7 separate regions of the Mus musculus genome follow, and all the other regions are linked to region 1. The links are chromatin contacts, called in public HiChIP or PLAC-seq and promoter capture Hi-C maps. All regions are on one chromosome and are shown on one strand. Each heading gives the region's core, a stretch centred on a gene start, on an enhancer-like site or on the middle of the called end of the contact. The rest is flanking DNA. Distances are from core to core; before and after follow the strand shown. Region 1 holds the start of 4930405A21Rik (RIKEN cDNA 4930405A21 gene). Region 2 holds the start of Eif6 (eukaryotic translation initiation factor 6). Region 3 holds the start of Blcap (bladder cancer associated protein). Region 4 holds the start of Ergic3 (ERGIC and golgi 3). Region 5 holds the start of Spag4 (sperm associated antigen 4). Region 6 holds the start of Rbm12 (RNA binding motif protein 12). Region 7 holds the start of Nfs1 (nitrogen fixation gene 1 (S. cerevisiae)).

Region 1 (3,328 bases), core at 610-3,109:
ACCTGAGACTTAAGTGCAAGGGTCACAGGCAAAGTCAAACTTTTTAGAGCTGGTCTAATCAAGATTTCAGAGTCTAAGACAGCCAGATACAATAATCAAGAGTATCATTGTAAGGGCGATTCCTCTCCGATTCATCCTGGTCTCAGTAAGACCAAGTTTTACAGACCTCTGTTCACCTGCCCACTCAGGGTAGCTTGAAAAGTTCTGACCACAACCATATAGCCCAGCTGTCTAAGAAGCCACACCCCCTGCAAAATTTCATTACTCAAGTTGGCAAGAACGCAGCCCCCACCCCCAGCTGGGTCTAAATAAACGCCCAAGTGATATCACATCCTGCTGTCGGCTCCAAAATAGCCCAGGCCTGCCCACAAGCGATCACAAAGTGCCAGGCCATGCAGGGCCAAACCAGCAGGGATACCCAGCCCAGGGCGCACTCCACACACTTAAGCAACTCAAGCAGAAGCCTCAGGGCAGGAAGGCCCTTTCCCCCCAACCCCCTCGCCAGACAGCCTGGCCCCACCATCCTTGTTCCCCTGGTCCAGAGGCCCCACAGCCTCATTACCCCAGCGCCAGCCCCTGCCCCAGCGCCAACCCCATGGAGCCTCTGCCGCGGCCAGCCTGCGGGATGACTCCGCCCGGCCCGACCCGGACACCCCACCACTCACATTGCTTCAAGAGCTCCAGACACAAAGCCATGAGGGCCGGATGGGGGTCAGAGACCCAGAGACCCGGCAGAGACAGAAAAGGGAGAGGGAGTGACAAGGAGCAGAGAAAAGGGGCGACAGGGGATCGGGCAGAGAAGCAAAGGAGCAAGAGCCCCGGGCAGAGAAGGCTGAGGCAGGCGTTAGAGACAGCAATGAGACCACCGACACAGACGCGTGAAAGAAGCAGGGAGAGCAAGGGGGGTGGGGGGGACCGGGTCCAGAGAAGTGGGACGCTCGGAGAACAAGGAGAGACAGTGACAGCGACAGCGGACAAATCCAGGAAAGGCAGAGGTTCTTAAGTTAGGGAGCTGGGGAGACACTGGGGGTTCAAGGAGACCACTAAGGGATGTAAAAGGTTCTGATAGCTATGGGAGGCTCCGGAGAAGTGGGAAACCCTCCGGGAAATGCGGACTAGGTGGAGATAACCCCCAGGAAATCAGGGGCACATGCATCAAGAAGGACCCTCAAGATGTGTGGTAAGCTCAGGAAAGGCCTGGGGGAGTGGAGTGTGTTCTGAAGGAGAGGCCCCAAAAGATCTAGGGAGTCCAGAAGAATGGGGGTGCCAGAACCCGTGGCTGTAAGAGAGGAGAGGAGCGCTGGGAGAGGGGACCCGAGATCCTGGAGCGAGGGAGGGGCCGAGAGCGCGAGAGCAGAGACAAAGAGACAGCGAGCTAGGGAGAGACAAAGCGGGCTCAGCGGAGACACGGGCCCGAGGGCCAGTGGCCCGACAGAAGGACGGAAGCGCGGGCGAGCGGGCGGACGGACAGACGGACAGACGGGAAGACGGGGCAGGGCAGGGCCGGGCGGAGGCGGCGCCCGTCTCCTCGCGGGGCCGCGGCTGCTCCGGGTGGCGCTGGGCGGGCCCCGGGCGTCCGGGCTGAGGAGGCGGCGGCGGCGGCGGCGACGACGTGGGTCGGACAGACGGACGGAGTGACGGATGGACTGGCGGCAGCTGCGGCCAGCGGCGGGCACTCACCCTCCTCCCTCACGCGGCCCGGCCCGAGGCTCCGGTTTTGTACGCCCGAGAGGCGGGGCCTCCGGGTTAAAGCCCCGCGCCGGCCCCGCCCCTCGCGTCAGCCGCGCGCGCGTCGCCCGGGATTCCGGGGCCGCCAGGGGGCGCGCGCAAGCGGGACACAGCGCAAGCGCGCACGCGTACCGCGCGGCCCACGCCCTGGCCGGCCGGTCTTGAAAGGGAGTGCGCGCCCGCGCCAACTCGCGCATGCCCGAGTGAGGGGCTCCGCCCTCTCGAACCGCCCCGCCAAACCGGTTCCAGCTGGAACGCAATGCGTGGTCTGTACGGGAGTTGGAGTGGCCGTCCGTCCCTGCGGGCTCACCCTGGTGGCGACGCCTCGCTGTAGGTAGGGAAACTGAGGCTGAGGAGAGAGCCCACCGTGGGCTTTCTGTCCCGCACGCGGGTCCTAGCTACTCAGCCGCGCAGTTTCTAGTTGCCTCTTTGCCTCATCCCTTGCTGTGCTCCCAAGGGTCCTAAGGACGGGTTCAGTATCCCACTTGTGTGACCTTAGGTTAGATGCTTAACCTTTCTGTGCCTCTGTAAAATGTGACAACCGAGTGAGCCCCCTCCCCGCCCACAGACTGACAGTCCATTTACAGAAGGTTCTGCCAAGCACAGATCTTTGCTGCCTGGCAAGCCCGCTGGTTGCCTGCTTTCTGTACTGGGATCTGACAGAGGACTGTGGGAAATGAAGAAGGTAACACTGTTTCCAGTCTACCTTTTGCATTAAGACACAATAATGGCAAAAGCAACAAACTTACTTGATGCCAGCACTGTGCTAAGCACTCTAAAAGCAGGAGTTGGCTACACCATGCTATTCAGTTTCATTTGCTTTAGGTGAAAATACAAAGTAAATTCTTGAATGGCTATGACACCTCATGTGTTGCTGTGTCCTTTCGATTCAGTAACACTTCTTGCATAACCTTGGGCAAGTCCCCCTTTCTCTTTGGGATTCCCCAGTGCTGAGTATCCCCTGGAGAGAAACCAGGCAGAGACAGAATTTTCACCAGCAAGTCTTTGACCCTTTGATCCAGCTCACTCTCTTGAACAGAAGAACTAACTCACTGGCAGCTTCAATTTGGACTTCACCAAGTCTGAGACCTTGGTCCTAGAGGAATGTCAGCACCCTTCTCTGTTGGTCACCCCCCTCCCAGCCCCCCGCCTCAGGTCCTGTAAGGTGTGTATGGGGACGATTTTGTGACTGACTGAGTCCTTGCCCAAGTCAGGCTAGCATAGAGGAGCAGTTGGCTGACCCAGGCCTGAGGTGTAACACTGGCACATAGGCCTCAGACCCTCCTGCATGAGCCTGGGCTTCTAGGAGAGGGTAAAGGGTCCTTTCCAGATAGACTGGCAGCTGGTTTCCCCTTTGGGTCACCATTTTGGTAAATCCCTTGAAAACTTGAAGCCGGGCGTGGTGGTGCACGCCTTTAATCCCAGCACTTGGGAGGCAGAGGTAGGCGGATTTCTGAGTTCGAGGCCAGCCTGGTCTACAGAGTGAGTGCCAGGACAGCCAGGACTATACAGAGAAACCCTGTCTCGAAAAACCAAAAAAAAAAAAAAAAAAAGAAAGAAAGAAAGAAGGAAAGAAAGAAAAGAAAATTTGAACAGTGAA
Region 2 (3,328 bases), core at 403-2,902, 890 kb after region 1:
CCGAGGTTTGTGCCTTATTGTGATGCCTTCCAAAGGATGATGCTCATTTTTGACATCTTGCTTCTGTCACAGAGGCCAAAGAGAACAGACGATTGATATTCTTCCCATTTTATAAGAATGGGCACTGAAGTCCAGAGCTTGGATGGTTAATTTGGAGGAAGATCCAATCAAGTGACAGGTTAGGGAATTCTGCCAGTCCATTGTCCTCTGGCTCTAAATCTGAATTTTGTTTGCCCAGACACAACACATAGAATCTGCAGTTCCTGTGTTTCTATGTACATAAAACATGGACACTACAAGGATGTTTCAGATGCCCGTACAGTACACAGAGAACAATGACTAGGTACACCCATAGATGCATAGAGCGAGTATACAGAGCTCTCTGATTAACTCAAAAATAAAACTTCTGTTGCAGGTACATAATCAATATGGTCTGCCTAAATGAATGGCCACAGAAAATTCAAGCTTCTAGTACACACTGCAGAGCCCCCCTGAGACTCAGAAACTATAAATACACATATGACTCTTCATCCTAACTCTGCACCAAGCTGTGCTCACAACCTCACCCTGAACATTCCCTAGAGCCGAAAGGCTACTTAGATGCAGATTCTGAGGGCTGAAGCTTAAAAGCACAAACCTCAGAGAACAAGACAGATGTATTAGATGAAAACTGTATTAGGGACAGAGGGTCATGGAGATAGTAGAGCGATCGACAAAGCTTATCAGAGAGAGGCTGACTTGGAGGCTGGTCTTGAAGGACAGGGGGAGAGCCAGGTGGAGGAGAGTTAAGAGTTCTTGGTAGAGTAAGCCAGAGAGTGGTGTGGGGCTCAATGAGCGGATCTGGGGTGAGCTGGGGGAGATAAGCAGAGCACGTAGTTGAACACTTAGACACAAACACACAGACCACCTTGCTGAATGTCTCTGGAAGCTCGGGCTGCAGCTGGTCATGGGTCTTTCTCCTGAACTTAGCACCTGCAGGAGACTGTGCATGGTACTAATCAATAAAGGCAATTGTGGCTAGACCCCGTAGCAATCTGATGTGTTCTCGGTTATGGGACTGTATGATGGGGCTGGGGAAAGGGCGCCGCGCCATTTATGCCCCTTTCAGATCAGATCTTCTTGGAGAAGAATGAATGGCATAAGACAGTCTGCGGTAAGTGATTCTCTGCTCCTTTTACCTTCCACTGTGGCATTCTGAGACACCCTGGGGACTTTTGTATATTCTACACTAGTTGAGACAAGTTTATTCTATGAAAATGGGCCATACCACTATCCCCAGGGCTGCTGATGGGGTGATAAACTGCGTGATAAACACATCAAGGAAGCAAGTCAGCTCTCAGATCTTTGCTTACCCTAGAACCCTTTCTCCTCCAATCTCTCCGTAACACATTTCCCCGTCTCCATTGTCTTCTTCAGCCTATGGTTCTTATGCCTCCTCCAACCACTTTATCCTGGTCTCTTGGTTGATCTCTATGCCAAATTTCAATCTTCAACCCTTGACCCTTGCCACTGGTCCAGATTCCCACTTCCGTCCGCGTGGCCGGGGTGTGATTATCCTCTTTCTCAAATCCGCCCTTTTCCCGTCCTTACTCGGTAAATAAAGCCCTCCAATCAATCCAGCTCCAACCAGACAACACCGGTTCCTCATTTCCTCATCTTTTCATTTGCCCAGCCTCAGGTTTGATTGATTATTCCTTCTAAAAAGACCCACTAGGAGGTGAAGCCAAAAACCTAAAGCAAGAAAACGTGCAGGAGGCGGGGTCGGGCGGAGTCACCTAGTAACCATCGAGTCCTCCCAAAGGGTGGGGCTAGAGTGACCAGCAGCTCCGCCCGGCTCCTGCGCGCTCCCGGAAGCGGGCCTGGGAGGAGGCGGAAACGGAAAGCTAGTTACGGGAGAAGTTGTTGCAGCGTGTAGACATTGGAGTCGCTTGGTGAGCTGTTGGGACTCTGGGCGGCAAAAGTCAGTTCCGGGTCGCAGGGCGAGAGGACTTGGGGCAGGAGAGCCAGGAGGGATCCGTCCGCACGCCCGGGCATCTGAGGGGCCCGAGAGGGCGGGGTTTGAGGAGGCGAGGCTGGTTGACCCGGCTCCGGAGTGGATCTGTCGGCCCAGAACCCGCAGTCGTGCTGCCCCCCAGCCTCTCTCATGGCGGTCAGAGCGTCGTTCGAGAACAACTGTGAGGTCGGTTGTTTTGCCAAACTCACAAACGCCTACTGCCTGGTGGCCATCGGAGGCTCAGAGAACTTCTATAGGTGAGGCGAGAGCTTCTGGTCCCGAGCCGCCGGGGCGGGAAGGGAAGGGAGGCGGAGAGCGAGAGGTCTGAAAAGAGCGACCCACCCCAGTAAGCAGCGAATCCGTGTTTCTACAGTGTGTTCGAGGGTGAGCTCTCCGATGCCATTCCCGTGGTGCACGCATCCATCGCCGGCTGCCGAATCATCGGGCGCATGTGTGTGGGTAAGGCGGGTGGAAGACGCCGAGGGACACAGCGAAGCACTCTGAGTCATTAGTTTCCTGGAGCTTACCCCCAGTGATCGGGGGATTCCCAGGCTTTCGGGCCCAGTGGACTTTGGAATCTGACGGGTGTGTGGGACTCGAACTGCAGATCAAGAACACTGTCTCTCAGACTTGAGAGTAGCCGGAGCGAAATACCATTAAGTGCTGGCTATCATTCTTGGTCTCGTTTTTCCTTCACAGGGATACTGGAAAGCATGGGTTGTCGCTCGGAACTATGTGACTTACAGAGTCCCACACCTAAGGGCGGAGGAGAGGATTTGCATCTCTCTCCTGCCTCTGAATATGAACAAGTTGCTTCTTGTTTTTGAGCATCAGTTTCTCCCTCAGGAAATAACTAAGGTCCCAGGTCACCCTGTTCAGCTGCATTTAATTCTTACAATTTCTTTTTTTGTTTGTTTTTTTTTTGTTTTTTTCGAGACAGGGTTTCTCTGTATGGCCCTGGCTGTCCTGGAACTCACTTTGTAGACCAGGCTGGCCTTGAACTCAGAAATCCGCCTGCGTCTGCCTCCTGAGTGCTGGGATTAAAGGCGTGCGCCATCACACCAGGCTAATTCTTACAATTTCTAACTACAACTCGAGTGTTGAGTGGCTCCCGACTTTTCCTTTTATCCCCCCACACTCTGGCCTTAGCTGCACTGTCCCTGTAGCTAAGAATGACCTAGAATTCTTGATACACCTTCATCTACCTCCCAGGTTTGGGGATTAGTAGGTGTGTGCCATTATGCCTTTGCAGTCCTTTCACCTGGCACTGTGCCCCATTGCTACACTCTTAGTTTCTTGGTTCAGGCTTTTATGTATTTACCTAAAAACATTTTT
Region 3 (3,328 bases), core at 283-2,782, 850 kb before region 1:
AATCCAAGGTGTCCAAAGTCTCCCACGTGAGTCAGCACCAGCCAGCTCCACTCCACGGAACCCCTGCTTCATGGACCAGCCTGTGGCAGTAGGGACAAGAGAGTCTGCTGCACCCCGCTTCTGCAGTTCCTTTCCCAGCTCCTCCCTAGATCACCATTGGCCTCCTTCCTTCCTGCCTTGGATCCCCTTGGCTTCTAGACACTACCAAGACCCGTGTGCTGAGGGAGGCCCACCAGCCCTTATACAGGTCCACTCTCTCCATCCACGGTGTGCCCAGGCATTTCCGCTACTGAGTTCTCTGTCCCACTTCTGATTGTCCCCTAGCAGCCTGTCTTCGGGCCTTTCCACCCTGGCCAAGGGCTCTTCACCTCTTCTTCATCCCTACAGCCACAGCTTAGGAGTCAATGCCTGTGCCTCAGTATGTGCTTCCCGCACCCAGTTTGATATGATCTCTTCTAGCTCCCTTAGTCACTACCTGTCTGAGTCACCATGACTTTGTGTCTGGAAAGATGTTCTGGTTGCTTAACTGGCTTCCTGTCCCAAACCTCACTTTCATGTTTTCTAACCCTGAAAGTCAATGGCCTCGGAGAGACCCAGATTTCTTTTCATTGCCTCGAAGAACATAGCTTCCCATGTCTCTCAAGACAAAAATTCAAATTCATGACCAAGGTACCTGTCATATTCCTTGTTCACCTTCCACCCTTAGGGTTGTCACCTCCATGTCTGGAACAAGACCCCTCACTCACACAATGCACAAACTCAATATGCCTAAGACGGCCCCAACCCTCGCCCACTCCAGACACCAGGATTCCACTCATTTCTCCTCTCTTTACTTTGCCTCCTAGTGCCTTCCACGATGCCTAATTACAAATCATGTACTGGTGCGACTACAAGTGGTTACTGGGTGGTAGTCTCTCCACTATCCCCCGACACTCACTCTCACCCTGGTGACTGAGAAAATTGGGGTCAGGAGTAGAATTGTACCTCCTTAGCCTCTAGCACTGCGCTTGCGCACAGTATGAGGTCAGGAACGTGGCTAATAAGCTAGTAAGTGACCACACTGACTCATCTAGACATTAACAAGCCTGGGGCAAGCCATTTCCTCACCAAGGAGGAAGCACGTCCTCAGCCCGTGGTTGAAGGGCCAGATCTGAGCCACGAGAAGTTTTCCCAAAGTACACAAATCACAAGGTGCTAAGGATTCTGCGGAGTTACGCTCATCAGCGTAACTACACCTCGCTCGCCCGCGGAGCTCTCAAAGAGTAAGAATCACAATCTGCTGCATATGCATGAAGGGGACCATGGGCCGGAGGTTCGGGGCTGCCTAAGATACGCCTGACCAAATATTCCACGGGTTTGAAGACCTTAGCGCCCCATAATTTTATTCAAGTCTACTAAAAACTCAGAAAGGACATTTCGTGGCGGATACTGAGGGGAGAGTGTCTGAGAGTAGCCTCGCTTTGAGCCAGTTTGTCAGGCGTTCTCAGAAGACAGCTCGGTTCTGGACCGGGGGTCCTTGGACCGCTCCACTAGAAGACGAAGGGGGCGTCTCCCCAGCTCCTGCGGCGTTGGTGGCGAGCTAAGGTGGAGGCAAGCAGCGGCGGCGACGGCGACAGTGGCGGCAGTGCCATGGTGGGGCTCGCAGGTATCGTGGCGTCGCCCGCCTGGGCAGGGTGAGAGCGCTCGGTGCGGCCGCGCCGCCATGTTAGCCCTCCGGGGTCACCTTAGGCGTCGCTTGGCCTCTCGCCGGGGCTTTCCGCGCGGCCGGGGTCGGGCGCACCCTTGTCTGGCGTCAGATGACCTCCCCTTTTCGTCCCAACCTGGGCCTTGGGGGTGGTCCCTTCCCGTCCCTTGGGTGGGTTCCGGGGTTCCTTAGCTGTCACTCTGGCCTCCAAGGTCAGCGCGCTCCCGGGACGGGGCTGGGAGGGGCGGGCGCGACCACCACCTCCTCTGTTCCGGACCTTGGCGAGGGGCTCAGCTTCTGGGAGGCTGGACACTCTTTCCTCGCCACTTCAGTTTCTCTCCCCCCCCCCTTTTTTTTTCTTTTTCTTCCCCCACCCTTATCCGAAGGAGTGTGGGGAGAAAGTAGAAGTGGGCCCCGAACGCTCTCTTTTGTGTCCGGAGTGATAGGGTGACCATCTGCTACGGGTCCCGTGTGCTTCTCACTTCCACCAACTTTTCGTCGAGTCTGGACACCGGTTCCCTCTCCAGTTTGTGGGGAGTGGCACTCAAGGGCAGCAGAAGGAACGGAGTGCCTGGCTGGAAAGGAAGAATGGGGGATGGGGACAGTCGATTTTTTTTTTTTTTTCCTTTCTCTGCCAAACCACCTTTAGGTTTCTTCTAAGTCTCTTGTCTCTTTTTACTTGGGAAACTGGGGCCCGTTCTAGTTTATAGGTTATTTCTGTTTATAGGTTCGGATCTTCTTTGTCCCTTTCAGGGAACTGATATATTGGGGACAGCTCTGCCCTGTCTGACATGGTCCAGCCATCCTGTCAGCCATCTGAACTGCAACACCAAAGCCAGGACCCAAAAAAAGTTCCATTTTATGTGCCCCTGGCAAGCATTAGATTGAGCTGGCTTGTTTCTTTTAAGTCAAGATTCATTAATGGCCAGAGTTCCTGTTTAAAGATTGGATTTCTGGAACCTTGGTCAGTTTCCAGGAACCAGATCAATTCTCGATCTGAAAATGGTCATCTTAAAGTTGTTGACAGAACACTTTAACTTCTTACCTGTTATTTCTAGGGGGATGAGAGTTAGGCTGCCCTTTTTACTTGTTCTCTTTGAAATACACGCATTCCATTCAAGCTTGTGACTGTGTGATTTACCAAGAGCCCTGTATTGCCTTCCTCTCTGTCTTCTGGCTCTGCCCTGGGAATGTTCAGGAATCTGTATCCTGGTGTGGTATGAGCCCTGTGGAGGGAGGGGGACAGGATTATTTCCAGAGAAGATTGTGGCAAACATTGTCTCTCAGGCATATGGAAGAAGTCAGTGGTCACCTGAAAAAAGAGACTTTGGTAAATTAGTCTTATGTTTGTGTATACACATTTAAATCTCCTGGGGAAGATTAGCTGCCAGCTCAGAGGCTCGCCCTTTGGGATGTTGGCTCCTGAAGCGATCCAAGTTTGAAAGTAGATATCTAGTAAGGAGTCAGCAGCGAGCCTGCTTCCTTCAAAACCTCTGTGTAATTAAGCTGTCTTTGGCCAGCCCCAGAGTCAAAGCCAAAAATCTTAATTCCTGTCCTGTCCCTCAGATACATTTCAGTCACAATTCAGTTACTTTACAGATAGACTTAAAAGTCTCCTAGAACCCACATCTCTAAAAGTTTTGG
Region 4 (3,328 bases), core at 286-2,785, 710 kb after region 1:
CATCTGACATGAAGACTAGTTCCTAACAAAGCACCGAGTACCTCCAATGACTGAGTCCTCTACGCAAAGTGAAGACCTGAATGGTTGTACAGGCGTGCTTTCAAACCATCTCCAAGTCAGAGTGTTGTAAGCTGAGACCCATCTGTATTGCATCCAGCCCTGCATCATGCTCACAAACTGCAAGACAATGCTAGATCCGAACCCAGGCAACTCTACTCGAGAATTTAAGCTCTTAATCTTAGGATACTCGCACTGCAACGGGGGACAGTACTCTAGCCAATGAGGTGGACAAGCAAACTTCCTTTACCTAAGGAAGACCCATGTTCAAGCTTGAGAAACGATAACCGAGCAAAGTGTCTTGCTCTTAACCACTGGGCCCTCTCTCCAGCCCCTAAGGTATTCTACTCAATGTTCCAATACCAGAAGCATGGATTCAACTGACTCTTGATTTTTAATAGTTGTAGAACCCTAAGCAAGCCAGCTGACTTCTGTCTACGGTGTCACTGAGCCTGCAACGGCCCATGTGTGGAAGGCAGGCATGTCCAGCTGTAGGATCGGAGACCTGTCCCCCTCCCCTGGTTACCGTGCCGTTCAGCCTCTGAGCTCACGGGGACGCCATCCTTGTCTAGTCGTTTCTTGAACAGGTTGTGTTCCACATCCAGCTGCTGCTCCCCGGCCACGTCCATGGCATCGATGCTCAAGTCTGGAAACAGAGAGGCAAGCTAAGGCGCTACGACACCAGGGACCCGGAGAGCTGAGCTTTGATGGGAAAGATGTATCTTGAGGAAGAAATGGACTCGGGGAATGAGGATGGCCTGGCATTCACTCTGGGATCTAAGGCCAGAGGTGTAAATCTGGAAGCCCACCCTACGTCCAGGAGTCCAACTCCCCACTCACAATCGGGTACTCACAGGCACAAGGCATGTGCGGGAAAAGAACATCGATGTTGATCTTCAGTTTATCCCCCCGAGACTTGTCCACGTAGAGCTCAGGATGCACCTAGAGCATGTCTACCTCAGTCAGATTCGCCCCTATGCCTCTCCTCGCCTCTCCTCCCCTCTCCCACCTTTAAGGGTCCTGCCCTTAGAATGCCAGGCCCCGCCCACGCTCTAGGCCACGCCCCTCACCTCCGTAGTGAGATAATACTGCAACTCCGATAGGAAAAGCAGGAGCATGAGAAGGCCACTGACGATGGTCACTGCAGGGCGAGAGCGAGATTTGGAACGGCCTATATCCCACCCCTCAGCCCCTTAGCAGGCCACGGAGGGTCCGGGAGCCCGGGCCGAACGCGAGGACAGCTCCCTCCTTGCAACCCTGCCCGCGCCGAGACCTACCCGTGGCACCCCCGCAGGTCTTGACCCGGAAGTCCTCCAGAGTCTTAGGGTAGGCATCGAACTGCTTCAGCTTCCCCAGCGCCTCCATGGGGACCGGCCGGAAAGGGGACACCAGCCGGCCCGCCCCTCCAGCCTCCCGCTTCCGGCCTGGACCCGGGGTCACGCCCCTCGCTGTCTTGCGCAGGCGTAGCGGTGCGTAAGTGGGGCTCCACCCCCTCACCTGCCTCCTCAAAGGCAGTCTAGCTTGTGGACATTGTCACGCCTCCTCGCGCGGATTGGGCAGTGCTCCGAGAGGGGCGGGCTGGGAGCACAGAGGGCGGTGCTTGGGTGCGGAGTGACAGCACCTGTGGTAAGTGCCTCTCCTTGGACCTTTGGATCTCTTAGGACAGCGCTTCCAACTTGACCCCGCCAGAGCCACCGCAGCGTTAATTAGAATTGGTTCCAAACCGGGGTGGGCGCACTCTTTAATCCCAGCACTCAGAAGACAGAGTCAAGCGGATGTCTGTGAGTTCGAGTTCAGCCTGGGTTACAAAGAGAGTTCCAAGACAGCCAGGGATGTTACGCAAAGAAACCCTGGCTTGAAAAATTACAAAAGAAAAAAGAAAGAAAGAAATCGGTTCCAAGGAAATCATTGGTTCCCTCATTAGAAAGTCAAAAGTGGCTCCAAGGTGTTTCCAATGCGGTTAAGGCATGAGAATCTCTGCAGGGGGAAGTGGGTATTAACTGGCTTGCAAGGTGAAGGCATTTGCTGCCAATTCTGAGTTCTATACCCAGGACCCACATGGTGGAAAAAAACTGATTCTTGCAAAATGTCCTCTGACCTCCATATGAATGCCGTGGCGTGCCCTTGACTACACTCACAAAAAAGTAAATATAATCTATAAGTTATTTTTAAAAGAGAGTGGGTGTTAACTTTGCTTTTTTTTTCAAGCTTAAACTGATCAATAGTGGAACCCAGTTCTGGACTTCAGAGTACCCTGGGTTCTTAAACAGCGTCCAAGTGCTAATCCCAGTGTGGGTCAATAAATAAAATAAAGACGTTCGCTGATTCCACCCCTCCAGGACAAGGCTATGGAGTGGAGATTAAACAAACCCTTATTTGCTTTCTGTTGTAACCCATTAGCTCTAGACAGCTTAATACCGCTATAAAGACTAAAACAAAGTGCTCAATAGTTTTGTTTTAAGAAAGTGTCTTTCTGCTGCTCTGGCTGACCAGGAACACCTGGACTCCTGCCTCAGCCTCTTAGCGTCTCATGGGAGGTTTCTGTTTTGAAGATTTATTAACTATTTTTATGTGTGTCTACATGTGTTTATGTGTACCAGATGATAGTACGGGGCATTGGATCCCTGAAATCTGGACTTATGGGCAGTTCTGAGTCACCCAATGTGTGCTGGGAACTGAACCAGGGTCCCCTGAAAGAGCAGCCAGCAACCATGCTGTGCTCAGTCTCCATGCTTGAGCTTAAAGGTCTTGACGTAGAACTCTTGCTTCAGATAATAAATCCCACTTTAGGAATCTATTTTATGCTGTTGAATTCAATTTCCTGTCAACCTAAAGAGGTTTTGTTGTTGTTGTTTTGTTTGTTTGTTTGTTTTTGTTTTTTTCTCTGTAGACCAGGCTGGCTTCGAACTCAGAAATTCGCCTGCCTCTGCCTCCCAAGTGCTGGGATTAAAGGCGTGCGCCACCACGCCCGGCTCACCCAAAGAGAGTTTTTAAGATTTTATTTTGTATTTTATTTTAGATAGGGTCTCACTATGCCTGGGCTGGCCTTGAATTCTGCTTGCCTCTGCCTTGCAGAAGCTGAGATTAAAGGCATGTGCTGCCACATCTAGACCTTAAATGTTTTTGTTAGGATATGTTGATTATCCATGATAATGGGTTTATGAAATCTTCATACATATTCATAATGTATTTCTATCACACACACAAGCCCAGTTAGTTACCCTCCATAGGCCCCCTTCTCCCAGCAACCACATGGTGGCTCACAGCCATC
Region 5 (3,328 bases), core at 260-2,759, 660 kb after region 1:
TCTGGGAACTCAAGCAGATCTGGATCTGCTCTAGCCTGGGTGGGGCCAGCCCTGCTGCCCTTCCCTGAGCCCTGCCGTTCCCTCTGACCTGCACACACAGACCAGCCCATCGACTGCCAGGGATAACACCATGCTCAGCACCTGAAAGAGGAGGCCTAGGGACGGAGACCGGAGAAGCAGCTCAGAGAGGGTGATCCATGAAGGTGAGGTAGTGCAGGTTCAGAAGGGCTCAAGAGAAGCCGGGGTGGGGACTGGGGTGGTGCGGAGGACAAGAGTCTGGGGCTCAGGAGGCAAGGGTCGTTTGGGGAAATGAGCTGAGGCTGGACACTAGGGCACAGGCTCGAGGAGGAGAACTGGGAACAGGGGCGGGGGTCCGAGAGCAGAGGTCAAAGGGCATCTGGGCTGGTTTCTCTGACTCAGACTCAGCAGAAATGGGGTTCTGAGTGCCAAGGTCAGAGGGGATGGGGCTGGCCTGGCTCGTACTCAGGAAGCTCTTGGACACCCTCGGGGTAGGCATCTCCTGCCTCAGATCCAGGATCGGGAGAAGGTTGAGTTGTTCCTCCAAAACTACAGAAGATCCAGACGGTTCTGCAAGAGCCCAGGGCACCATTGAGGTTTTGTGCACCACAGGCCCGCTCTTCCCCTCGGGGCCCGGGCGCAGGCTCCTGACCCTAGTGCCAAACAGCTGGGCAGCCTCTCAAACAGGCTTTTAGTCCAGGCCTTTGCCCCAGGTCACACTCCCTGCACACGCCCAGACCCGGAGCTGGAGAGTCTCAATCAGTGGAAACCGCCCCCCAGTCTGAGTCCCCGTGCGGCCGGACTAGGGTCACACTCACGCCGGCCCTGCGGCACCTCCTCAGCCATGCCCAGGCACAGGATTTCCTCCGCCCCCTCCCGGGACCGGCCATGGCACCGAGCTCGCCCCCGAGGGACACGTGTCGAGCACGTCCCCTCGTGAGCCAGGTCGGGGCTTCTGCACCCAGGTCCGCGCCGGGCCCCGCCCCCGAGCCCGCCCCGCCCTCTCGCCCCCGGGTTCGACCCCGCCCGCACCCGAGGCCCCGCCCCTCACGGTTGCCGCGCCACAGGCGGTCTGCCCATTGTGGCTCCGAGGCGCCAGCTTCGGCCGAGAGCTTCCTGCCCATGTGTCTCCTCCGGGCATTCCTGGGCTTAAGGCGGGCTCACCACAGCTCGAGCCCCGGGCCCTTCTGCCCTCGGGCTCCCCGAGCTCCGGCCCAGCGGACCGGCGCCCATTGCTGTCCCCCGAAGTCGCGCTGTGGGAACTATTGCTGTTCTCGCTGTAGAAGTTGGGTGTGTGATTATGAGAGGATGCGGCCGAGCCTGAGCGGGGGCTCCGCCGCATCCTGACCTGGGCTACCCCTCTGGGAAGCCGAAGTCGCCGCAGCCAAAGCCCTCGGCCCTTCCTCAGCTGCCTCGCGCCGCAGGGTAGCACCCTGCGTGAGCCCCGCGGCGGCTCGGCCGACCCTCCCGCTGCTGTGCTGTTGTCACCGTCACAGAGGAGCCGCGTCACAGAGCGCCCGTGACGTCACTGGGAGCCAGCAGCCCATCCCCCTTTCCTGATACATTTTTGTTCATGGTTTGGGTGTGTGTGTGTGTGTGTGTGTGTCCATCCAGAAGTTGATCTCTGCTGCTGTCTTCTCCTGCTCCCCACCTTAGCTTTCGAGATAGATTCTCTCTTTCTGAACCTGGGGCTCACTTTTTTGTTTTGTTTTTTCAACTAGGCCCCAGCGGTTCTCAATCTTCCTAATGCTGCGACCTTTAAATACAGTTCCTCATGTTGGGTGACCTCCAACCATAAAATTATTCTCATTGTTATTTCATAACTATATTTTTGTTGGACTGGAAAGGTGGCTCAGCGGTTAAGAGCACTCACTGCTCTTCCAGTGGTCCTGAGTTCAATTCCCAGCAACCACATGGTGGCTCACAACCATCTGTAATGGGATCCGATGCCCTTTTCTGGTGTGTCTGAAGACAGCAACTGTGTACTCATATACATAAAATAAATAAGTCTTTAAAAGAAAACCTGTAATTTTGCTACTGTTATGAATAAACTTTTGGAGATAGAGGTTTGCAAAGGAGGTCCCGACCCACAGTTTGAGAACCATTGAACGAGGGCTGGGACGACTCCATGGTTCCACTTGTCCCTACTCCCACAGAGCTTCAGTGACAGGCAAGTACCACAGCACCCTCTGTTTATGTGGATTCGGGGTTTACAAGCAAGTCCTCATGCTTAGGCAGCAAGCGTGAGGTTTATCCACTGGGCCATCTCAACTCCTCCTCTCTGTTCTGAGTCACGGTCTCTTACAAGTTTGACTAGAGAGCTAACCAACGGGTCCTAGGGATTCTGCTGTTTCTCTCTCTTCAGAGTCGGGATCACAGTCCCCTGAGCTCTGGTCTGTCGCTTTTTACCTACAGTGCTGGGTATCTGCACATGGGTCCCCGGGCTTCCGCACATTTTATTGATTATGACATTGCCCCAATCTCCTATGTAATTTAGACAAGAGGTTTTGCTTTGATTCTTTTGCTAGCCTGGTACTGGATATATAACCCAGGATGGTCCCGAGTCAGGACCATACTCCCGGTACAGTCTCCCAAGCCTGAGACTATGGGCATGTCATCATGTCCATCATGACCAGCTACAATGGCACCTAGATTTTGTTCACTTCTGTATCCTGCAGTACCTAGACGGGTCTAGCCTGGTAAGTGCCCTAGTATTTAGGGAAGCAGTAAATATTAGGAAGGAACAGAGCATCATCCAACACACTAAAACATTTATTATGGCCCCTCCTATTCACTTTTAAAACAGAGTCTCACTATGCAGCCAAAGCCAGTCTGGAGCTCAGATCTGCCTGCCTCCCCCACCTCCCAAGCTCTGAGGTAAAGGCATGTACCACAACTCCCAGCTGAGAGAGAGACAGAGGGACAGAGAGACAGAGAGACAGAGAGAGAAAGAGACAGAGACAGAGACAGACAGAGAGAGAATAAGCTTTAAGCTCGGCAACAAGTGCCTTTACCTGCTGAGCCATCTTGCTATCCTAGAACCACATTTTGAATAACTACATGCTTGTATCTAATTAATGTCTGTACCAGGAACAGCAACAATGTAGTGCAACCTGCAAGATTTACACAGGGAGTCTGTCAGCTCCCGAGGGAAAAGGACTTACTTCTCTGAGATCATGTTGCATCACAGGTTTGAATTTGGGAATCCTGACCCAGCAAGGTGGTAGCACACTTCTTTAATCCTAACACTATGGAGGCCAAAGTAGAAGGATCTCTGAGTTCTGAATTCAAGGCCAGTCTAGTCTCCATA
Region 6 (3,328 bases), core at 264-2,763, 610 kb after region 1:
ATTCCAGGAGATAGAGGCAAGAAAATCTCTTTCTTTCTCTCTTTCTCTCTGTCTCTCTCCTCTCTCTCTCCATCCCTCTTATTTGCCCGCGCGCATGCGCTCTCTCTCTCTCTCTCTCTCTCTCTCTCTCTCTCTCTCTCTCTCTCTCTCTCTCTCTCTCTCGCACACACACACACACAAAATCAAGGGGCAGAGTCTGGTAGAGCCTAGGTCTCCCTGTATAATCAAATACTGGGGATTATAGGAAATATTGAAAGATATTTTACTCTTTTTATATTTATTTTTATTAATGTCTCTGTGTGAGAGTTTGTACATATTAGTGTCGCTGCCTACAGAGGCCAGAGGAGGGAGTCAGATTTGAGGCTGGAGTTACAGGAGGTTGTGAGCCACTCCATGTAGCTCATAGAATTTAAGATGCCAGGAAGAGCAGTATGAGCTTTTAACCTTTGAGACATCTCTCCAGCCCCATGGCAGAAGAATATTTTCTCTTCCTTCCTTCCTTCCTTCCTTCCTTCCTTCCTTCCTTCCTTCCTTTCTTCCTTTCTCTCTCTCTCTCTCTCTCTCTCTCTCTCTCTCTCTCTCTCTCTCTCTCTCTCTCTCTCTCTCTCTCTCTCTCTTTCTTTCTTTCTTTCTTTCTTTCTTTCTTTCTTTCTTTCTTTCTTTCTGTGTGTGTTTAAGACAGGGTTTCTCTGTGTAGTGCTGGCTGGTCTCAAACTCAGAAATCTGCCTGCCTCTGCCTCCCAAGTGCGGGGATTAGAGGCTTGTGCCACCACTGCCAAGCAGGATTATTTTCTCTTTCTTTCTTTCTTTCTTTCTTTCTTTCTTTCTTTCTTTCTTTCTTTCTTTCTTTCTTTCTTTCTTTCTTTCTTTCTTTCTTTCTTTCTTTCTTTCTCTTCCTTCCTTCCTTCCTTTTTCTTTCTTTCTTTCTTTCTTTTCTTTCTCTCTCTTTCTTTCTCTTTCTTTCTTTCTTTCTTTCTTTCTTTCTTTCTTTCTTTCTTTCTTTCTTTCTTTCTTTCTTTCTTTCTTTCTTTCTTTCTTTCTTTCTTTCTTTCTTTCTTTCTTTCTTTCTTTCTTTCTTTCTTTCTTTCTTTCTTTTTTGGTTTTTCGAGACAGGGTTTCTCTGTATAGTCCTGGCTGTCCTGGAACTCACTCTGTAGCCCAGGCTGGCCTCGAACTCAGAATTCGCCTGCCTCTGCCTCCCATTTTTTTTTTTTTCAATAGTCAAAAAAAGGTTCAAGCTTTTGCTTCTTGGTGCGTTTAATCCTCAAGACAGTTCTGCAGTGAAGGCATTGTTTTTCTCCCTTCACGGGGGTCTCCAAGAGCCAAAGGAGCCTGTACTTTAAAAGCTCTGCAAGGAACCTTGGACAATAGCTTCAGGTCTGACTTTGCAAACAGCTACTAAAATACCGGGTTCACCACAAATACCTGCAACTTCCGAGCTTTTGCCCCCACCCCAAATCCTCAGCGCGCCTGCGTCTCCCATCAGGTGACGTCGGCAGCGGCGCCCCGCCTACTCCGGGAACGCGGAGCGCCGGAGCGGGCGGGCGGCCATTTTGTGAAGCGGCTGTGGAGGTGTTGGCTGCAGTGGGCTCCGGGAAAGCCGTTCGGGCTGGGGCTGTCGGCCGCAGGGCTGAGGCACTCGCGCGGGGGGTAACTCGGGTCTGGGTTCTGGTGCCGCGCAAGCTCTCCCCGGTAAGACTCCCGCAGCCCCGGAACGGGCGGGGCTGTGCGGGGCTCGAGCCGCCTCCTTGGTGCCTCGGGGCGGGGCCTTCCCAGGCCTCGGAGCCCGCGGCCGCGAGCGCCCAACACAAAGGGTCGCGGCGGGGCTGCGGGGGTCCTGGGGCGCCGCTCACGCTCCGGGGCCTCCGAGGATGCGAAAGGTGGAGTCTGCGTGCCGAAGTGGGAGCAGGGCCTTAGCGGGGATGCCCGGTGGTCCTGAGAGGGGAAGCGGCCAGCATCGGGTGGCCTCGCGGCCTGCGAACTACCGGGTCGGGGGGGGGGGGATTGCGATGAAAACGCCTGCACGCTTAGTGGGGAAGGCTTCGTTGGCTTTAAGCGGGAACGAGGTTTTAACTCTCACCTCTGCCCCGAAGTGAAGAGGTCCTAGTGGCCTATGACCTGCAAAAGTGGACTACACTAGGGACATTCCTATGGGGAGGAAAGGTGTCCTGGGAGGCTGGGAACCGGTCGCTTTTAGGGCCTGGAGGTGCAGGGATTGCAGTGTATAGCTTCCTAGGTCTAGCGCTGAGGAGGGGCTTCCTAAGTGTAGGTGATTGGAGCCGCCCTGTAGGTCGGAGAGGCTTGAAGAATTGTAGCTAGGATGGCTGGTCCTTGATTCCCAACTAGGGGAGGGGCTGCTATCTGCAGCACCTTTGGGAGTTGGAGGAAGGAGGGTGGGTGTCTTAGATAGCTTACTTACTGTCTGAAGGTTGGCGGCGCCACTTTGCAGCCGCGTAAAATAGAAGGAAAGGCATTTTAAAGATCTACAGGTTAGTATTGGGGTATGGACTAACGTAGCAGGTTGGAGTGCCCGTGTTAGTAAGCGAGTTAGTAACCTAAGTGTGTGTTTTATTGGAAGTTCTAAGGAGTCCCCTGTGGTTTATTCAAGTGCTAAAGATCCATTCATTCTGGTAGATAAAGTTGCGAATTACAGGCTGTGTTGCAGAAGTATTCTGGGTCCTAAAGCCTTCTTGGCTCCTAGATTCCGAGATGACTGAGTGTGTGCAGTTGGCAGAAACCATTTTATTGTGTACGTTAAGATTTAAGTTGATGCGAATCTTATTATATGACTTGGTGGGAAAAAACTAGGATGGATGGCAACTCAAGGGAGAGACTATTTCTTTCAGGGCTTTTTGGATAGTTTGAGCTGTAATTTTTGGTGAACTTCAGTCTTAGAAACAAAAATTGTCCGGGACCTTGTTAACCATTGTATACTGTTAAAATGTTAAAGAGCGTTTGCAGTTGGAAAAAAATCCTACAAAAAAATCTTTATTTAAAAAAAATAGGTAAATAAAACTGATGTACTTGTTTTTGAAACTTGTTGCTTTTGATGAGATGGAGACTTTTGGATTTGTAGAAAGTGATTGTGGAAGAACTGTTCACATAACTTCGAATATAATTTTGGAAGGAAATGAAATGTTTGTGTTTAGGTGATTTCACAAGGCGTATTGGATAGTTTATCAAAACGTGTTATATTTTTATATCACCTTGTGTTTGATTAAATGTTGGTCACTGTGGATTGTAATGTATAATTTTATGTTCGGATCTGAGACCATCAAACCACTGTGGTGGTTACTGCTCTAGGCTACTAGTTATATACTTTAGGCTT
Region 7 (3,328 bases), core at 483-2,982, 580 kb after region 1:
TTATTTGTCTCCAGAAGACAGATCATAGTTAGAATGAAACAATTTTGGGTCACCATTGAGATGGGTACTGGGACTACCAAACCTTTGGGTCTAGGATAAATACTAGGTAAAAATAGACTGATATAACGAGAAGAAAACAACTTTATTATTGTACAAGGGTCGAAATGGATGGGGAAGTTTAGGTATTGCAGGGCATCCTAGCCCTAATTAGCATCGTATGCCCATTCCAATGGCCATGAAAGTGCCAAACGTGCCGCCACTCTGCATCATGGTTTTCCCAATGCCGCCCATTAGCTCCCGACCCCGCATTCCGATCCTGAGGAGGAAACCAAGAAAGCAATTTGGGAATACAATTACAGGAATAGAGATTTGAACTAAGTACCCCCCTTTAAAATCTGTTGAATATATTAAGCACTAACAGCTTGACAATCTCATTTGTCATTCTTAAAATGCTACTCTTCCCCACATAGGATTAGCAATGACAAGGAAAATATCTATCTAGGGTCTCTAGGACCTGTGCTGAATGCTGCATTAGTTTGTAGATGCAGAGATAATGAAGTACATGGGCAAGAAAGCAGTCGTGTTTGTGCCTCTATGGTATTTTATCATTGAGTAGCCAGTTTTCTTCTAGATAATTCCTTAGTGTTTTGTTTTGTTTAACCTAGATTGAGTCAAGCGCTGCAATTTATAAACTGCATAAAGTGTAAAATGGACATTACAGACTCGGTAACTACACTTTTTAATTTATTATTTATTATTATTATTATTTATTTTGAGACGGTTTCTCTGTGTAACAGCCCTGGCTGTCTGGAACTCACATTTATATACCAGGCTAGTATCGAACTCAGGAATCTGCCACTCCGTCCAGAGTGCTGGTGGATTTAAGGTGCTCACAGCTAATGCTCGGTGGTTAACTACAGTACTTAGCACTACAATTAAACTAGTGCTGGGTAAATAGTAATTTATAAGCACAGTATCCAAATGTGATAGCAGTTTATCTCAGAGGTAGAATATTTCACTACACCTAATTCTCATCAGGCTTGCTTCATTACATGCAGTTGGGAGTTAAAACGCCATGCAACAATAATAACCCTTCGCTAAGTAATTACGACGTGCCAGATAATGTAAATCATACTAATATGATTGGCTCTTACAAAAGTGGAGGTAAGTGTCCAGTACTCCACTAAACTCAATAACACTGAACTAACAAAGGAGTCAGAAAGCCATTTTGACTTTAGAACTCAGATCCGTAAATCCTGTGCTTTCAACCTCGTCTGAGTGGGCTCTGGAGCCCTCGGAAGGCAGGAAGTTCTGTCCGCGAGGCTCACCTGAGACAGGAGAAGGTGCCGAACAGCGCCCCGGCCGCCATACCCACTGCGCAACCCATGACGAAGCCCATCTTCACGCGGTCGAAGCAGCTGGGCTGGGACTGCCCGTAGGGACCCACGGCCACCGGCATCTGCGGCGAGAGTGCTAGGACAGTGAGGGCCTGGTCACCAGCCGTGGCGTCGGCCAGGGGACGCACAGCAGGGTCACATAGCACCCGGGTCAGAAGCCAGCCCGCGGCACGCCTCCACCACCCTCGCGATGGAGGACCCCGCACGCGCGACGCAGGCCACTGTCGGGCCCCACCTCACCTCGTTCTCCGCTGCGATCGCTCAGCTCGACGTCTCACTCCGAATGCTAGGCGGAGGGCGCTCGCGGTCCGTGGGATCGCTTCCGGAGCACAGCGCAGTTACTTCCGGGAGCATGGGCTGAGGACTTGCAAGCGCCGCGGATGGTGGGCTCTGTGGCTGGGAACATGCTGCTGCGAGCCGCTTGGAGGCGGGCGTCGTTGGCGGCTACCTCCTTGGCCCTGGGAAGGTCCTCGGTGCCCACCCGGGGACTGCGCCTGCGCGGTACGTTCCCTTTCCTTTTCGTTCCCACGGTTTCTGGAGGAGCGAACCCCCTTGGGTCGGTGCTGCTAAGCACTGCATTATTGCGGATCCTACCCGCCTTGTTCCATCGCCCAGTCTCTTAAACCTTCCCGTCGCCCGGTCTCCTATTTGTTTTCGGGAGGGCCCTTACATACTGCTCCGCACTTCCCTTGAGCGGAATTCTCATCCTTCAGTTCTCTCCTGACCAAGTCTTAAAGATGCTAGATGAGCTTCCTCCTGCCGTGAACCTTTGAAGGAACCTGCGCTTTTCACTTTTCTTCTAAATGGCTTTGCTTTTTACAGCTCGTCCCACTCGGTGCTATGTAGTTTAAACATTGCCCCCGACTGCTGCTGCCCGCGCCCTTTCCAAGAACCCTGTGTCTATTACTTAACTCGATGTCTTTCAGCGCGTGTTGTTGTTTGTTTACTTTGACACTGGACCTCCGCCTTCCTTAAATTCACCTCAAAGAAGCTTTGACCATCTGTTGTTTTGTGTGCCCTTCGTCCACGGTTTCTCACTTTGCCACTGCTATCTGTTGTTAGTTGTAGATCATGGCCCCCATTCGCCTGTTCACTCAGAGGCAGAGGCAGTGCTGCGACCTCTCTACATGGACGTACAGGCCACCACTCCTCTGGTAAGGACTAACAGAGGTTCTTTGTAGGGAGGAAAGGTTAGAAGGACAAATTTCACCGACAGGCTAAAATTCATCCGACTTGAGAACTATTAAATGTGCTAGGAAAAGGAGCTGCCAGGAATCAGGAGGCTAAGATGTTAGTTTAGTAGAAAAGGCTTTACTGTTTTTTAGCTACTGACCCTGTCAGATCCTTCCAGTACAGGCATTATAACTAATAGTAATTGCTCGGGTGTTGGAGCTGGACAGTGTGGCATGGGTAGTTTGAGTGAGCTTAAGACCAGCCTAAGCCACATAGGGAGTTTCAAACCTATGTTGTTATTTTGTTTTGTTTTTAATTTTATATATACACAAGGACACTGTAGCTATGCTCAGACACTCCAGAAGAGGGCATCAGATTCCATTACAGATGGTTGTGAGCCACCATGTGGTTGCTGGGAATTGAACTCGGGACCTCTGGGAGAGCAGTCAGTGCTCTTTAACTGCTGAGCCATCTCTCCAGCCCCCTCAAACTTTTGTTTGTTTGTTTGTTTGTTTGTTAAATGTGCCAGGCATTGGTGGCACATGCCTTTAATCCCAGCATGGGGGGCGGGGGCAGAGGCTGGCAGATTTCCGAGTTCAAGGCCAGCCTGGTCTACAAAGTGAGTTCCAGGACAGCCAGGGCTATACAGAGAAACCCTGTCTCAAAAAACCCAAAAAGAAAAAAGAAAAGAAAAGTGTGTATCAGCACACCTGGCAGGCTTATAAATATGAGGTCAGATTCAACTACATAAGACCTTA

Evidence for each region. Promoter capture Hi-C pulls out the DNA fragments that hold promoters and counts their contacts. HiChIP or PLAC-seq counts read pairs in DNA pulled down with a chosen protein or histone mark.
Region 2: a contact with region 1 is called in a promoter capture Hi-C map of pre-B cells, with 2.8 times the contacts expected there. The contact joins the promoter of Eif6 here to the promoter of 4930405A21Rik in region 1. A contact is called at or near these places in 6 of 39 promoter capture datasets (the C10 cell line, frontonasal cranial neural crest, liver and 2 more), 1 of 484 Hi-C or Micro-C datasets (CD4 T cells), 3 of 115 datasets of contacts at active chromatin or transcription factors (bone marrow-derived macrophages, large pre-B cells and thymic regulatory T cells) and 2 of 9 other capture datasets (adipose tissue and liver).
Region 3: a contact with region 1 is called in an H3K27ac HiChIP or PLAC-seq map of regulatory T cells, with 7 times the contacts expected there. The contact joins the promoter of Blcap here to the promoter of 4930405A21Rik in region 1. A contact is called at or near these places in 5 of 39 promoter capture datasets (liver, neutrophils, pre-B cells and 1 more), 3 of 484 Hi-C or Micro-C datasets (CD4 T cells, embryonic stem cells and regulatory T cells), 3 of 115 datasets of contacts at active chromatin or transcription factors (memory CD8 T cells, regulatory T cells and thymic regulatory T cells) and 2 of 9 other capture datasets (adipose tissue and liver).
Region 4: a contact with region 1 is called in a promoter capture Hi-C map of liver, with 2.4 times the contacts expected there. The contact joins the promoter of Ergic3 here to the promoter of 4930405A21Rik in region 1. A contact is called at or near these places in 2 of 39 promoter capture datasets (cranial neural crest and liver), 2 of 484 Hi-C or Micro-C datasets (CD4 T cells and LSK cells) and 2 of 9 other capture datasets (adipose tissue and liver).
Region 5: an HNF4G HiChIP or PLAC-seq map of pancreatic cancer cells shows a contact between it and region 1. The contact joins the promoter of Spag4 here to the promoter of 4930405A21Rik in region 1. A contact is called at or near these places in 1 of 115 datasets of contacts at active chromatin or transcription factors (pancreatic cancer cells) and 2 of 9 other capture datasets (adipose tissue and pancreatic islet).
Region 6: an H3K4me3 HiChIP or PLAC-seq map of bone marrow-derived macrophages shows a contact between it and region 1, with 3 times the contacts expected there. The contact joins the promoter of Rbm12 here to the promoter of 4930405A21Rik in region 1. A contact is called at or near these places in 2 of 39 promoter capture datasets (liver and pre-B cells) and 1 of 115 datasets of contacts at active chromatin or transcription factors (bone marrow-derived macrophages).
Region 7: a contact with region 1 is called in a promoter capture Hi-C map of liver, with 3 times the contacts expected there. The contact joins the promoter of Nfs1 here to the promoter of 4930405A21Rik in region 1. A contact is called at or near these places in 5 of 39 promoter capture datasets (the 3T3-L1 cell line, the HPC-7 cell line, liver and 1 more).

The regions. Positions count from the first base shown.
Region 1 is chr2:156,719,440-156,722,767 of GRCm38.p6, reverse strand. It overlaps 4930405A21Rik (RIKEN cDNA 4930405A21 gene), which reads left to right and starts at 1,859. Exons shown (of 4, transcript NR_040505.1): 1 at 1,859-2,062. The region is part of intron 7 of Dlgap4 (DLG associated protein 4); the gene reads right to left.
Region 2 is chr2:155,825,249-155,828,576 of GRCm38.p6, reverse strand. It overlaps Eif6 (eukaryotic translation initiation factor 6), which reads left to right and starts at 1,652. Exons shown (of 6, transcript NM_010579.2): 1 at 1,652-2,250; 2 at 2,367-2,452. The coding sequence starts at 2,144.
Region 3 is chr2:157,564,565-157,567,892 of GRCm38.p6, reverse strand. Blcap (bladder cancer associated protein) reads left to right here and starts at 1,532. Exons shown (of 2, transcript NM_016916.3): 1 at 1,532-1,645.
Region 4 is chr2:156,006,235-156,009,562 of GRCm38.p6, reverse strand. Ergic3 (ERGIC and golgi 3) reads right to left here and starts at 1,535. Exons shown (of 13, transcript NM_025516.5): 1 at 1,335-1,535; 2 at 1,128-1,198; 3 at 912-999; 4 at 584-703. The coding sequence starts at 1,422. It also overlaps a transcript of 6430550D23Rik not described here.
Region 5 is chr2:156,063,394-156,066,721 of GRCm38.p6, reverse strand. It overlaps Spag4 (sperm associated antigen 4), which reads right to left and starts at 1,509. Exons shown (of 12, transcript NM_139151.4): 1 at 1,051-1,509; 2 at 484-588; 3 at 89-155. The coding sequence starts at 1,360. It overlaps Gm39970 (a long non-coding RNA gene), which reads left to right and starts at 2,108. Exons shown (of 3, transcript XR_866890.1): 1 at 2,108-2,717.
Region 6 is chr2:156,110,150-156,113,477 of GRCm38.p6, reverse strand. It overlaps Rbm12 (RNA binding motif protein 12), which reads left to right and starts at 1,513. Exons shown (of 3, transcript NM_029397.3): 1 at 1,513-1,692. Cpne1 (copine I) reads left to right here and starts at 1,513. Exons shown (of 16, transcript NM_170590.3): 1 at 1,513-1,692.
Region 7 is chr2:156,142,590-156,145,917 of GRCm38.p6, reverse strand. It overlaps Nfs1 (nitrogen fixation gene 1 (S. cerevisiae)), which reads left to right and starts at 1,732. Exons shown (of 13, transcript NM_010911.2): 1 at 1,732-1,898; 2 at 2,460-2,551. The coding sequence starts at 1,778. It overlaps Romo1 (reactive oxygen species modulator 1), which reads right to left and starts at 1,765. Exons shown (of 3, transcript NM_001164216.1): 1 at 1,638-1,765; 2 at 1,329-1,459; 3 at 124-316. The coding sequence starts at 1,459. The coding sequence ends at 208.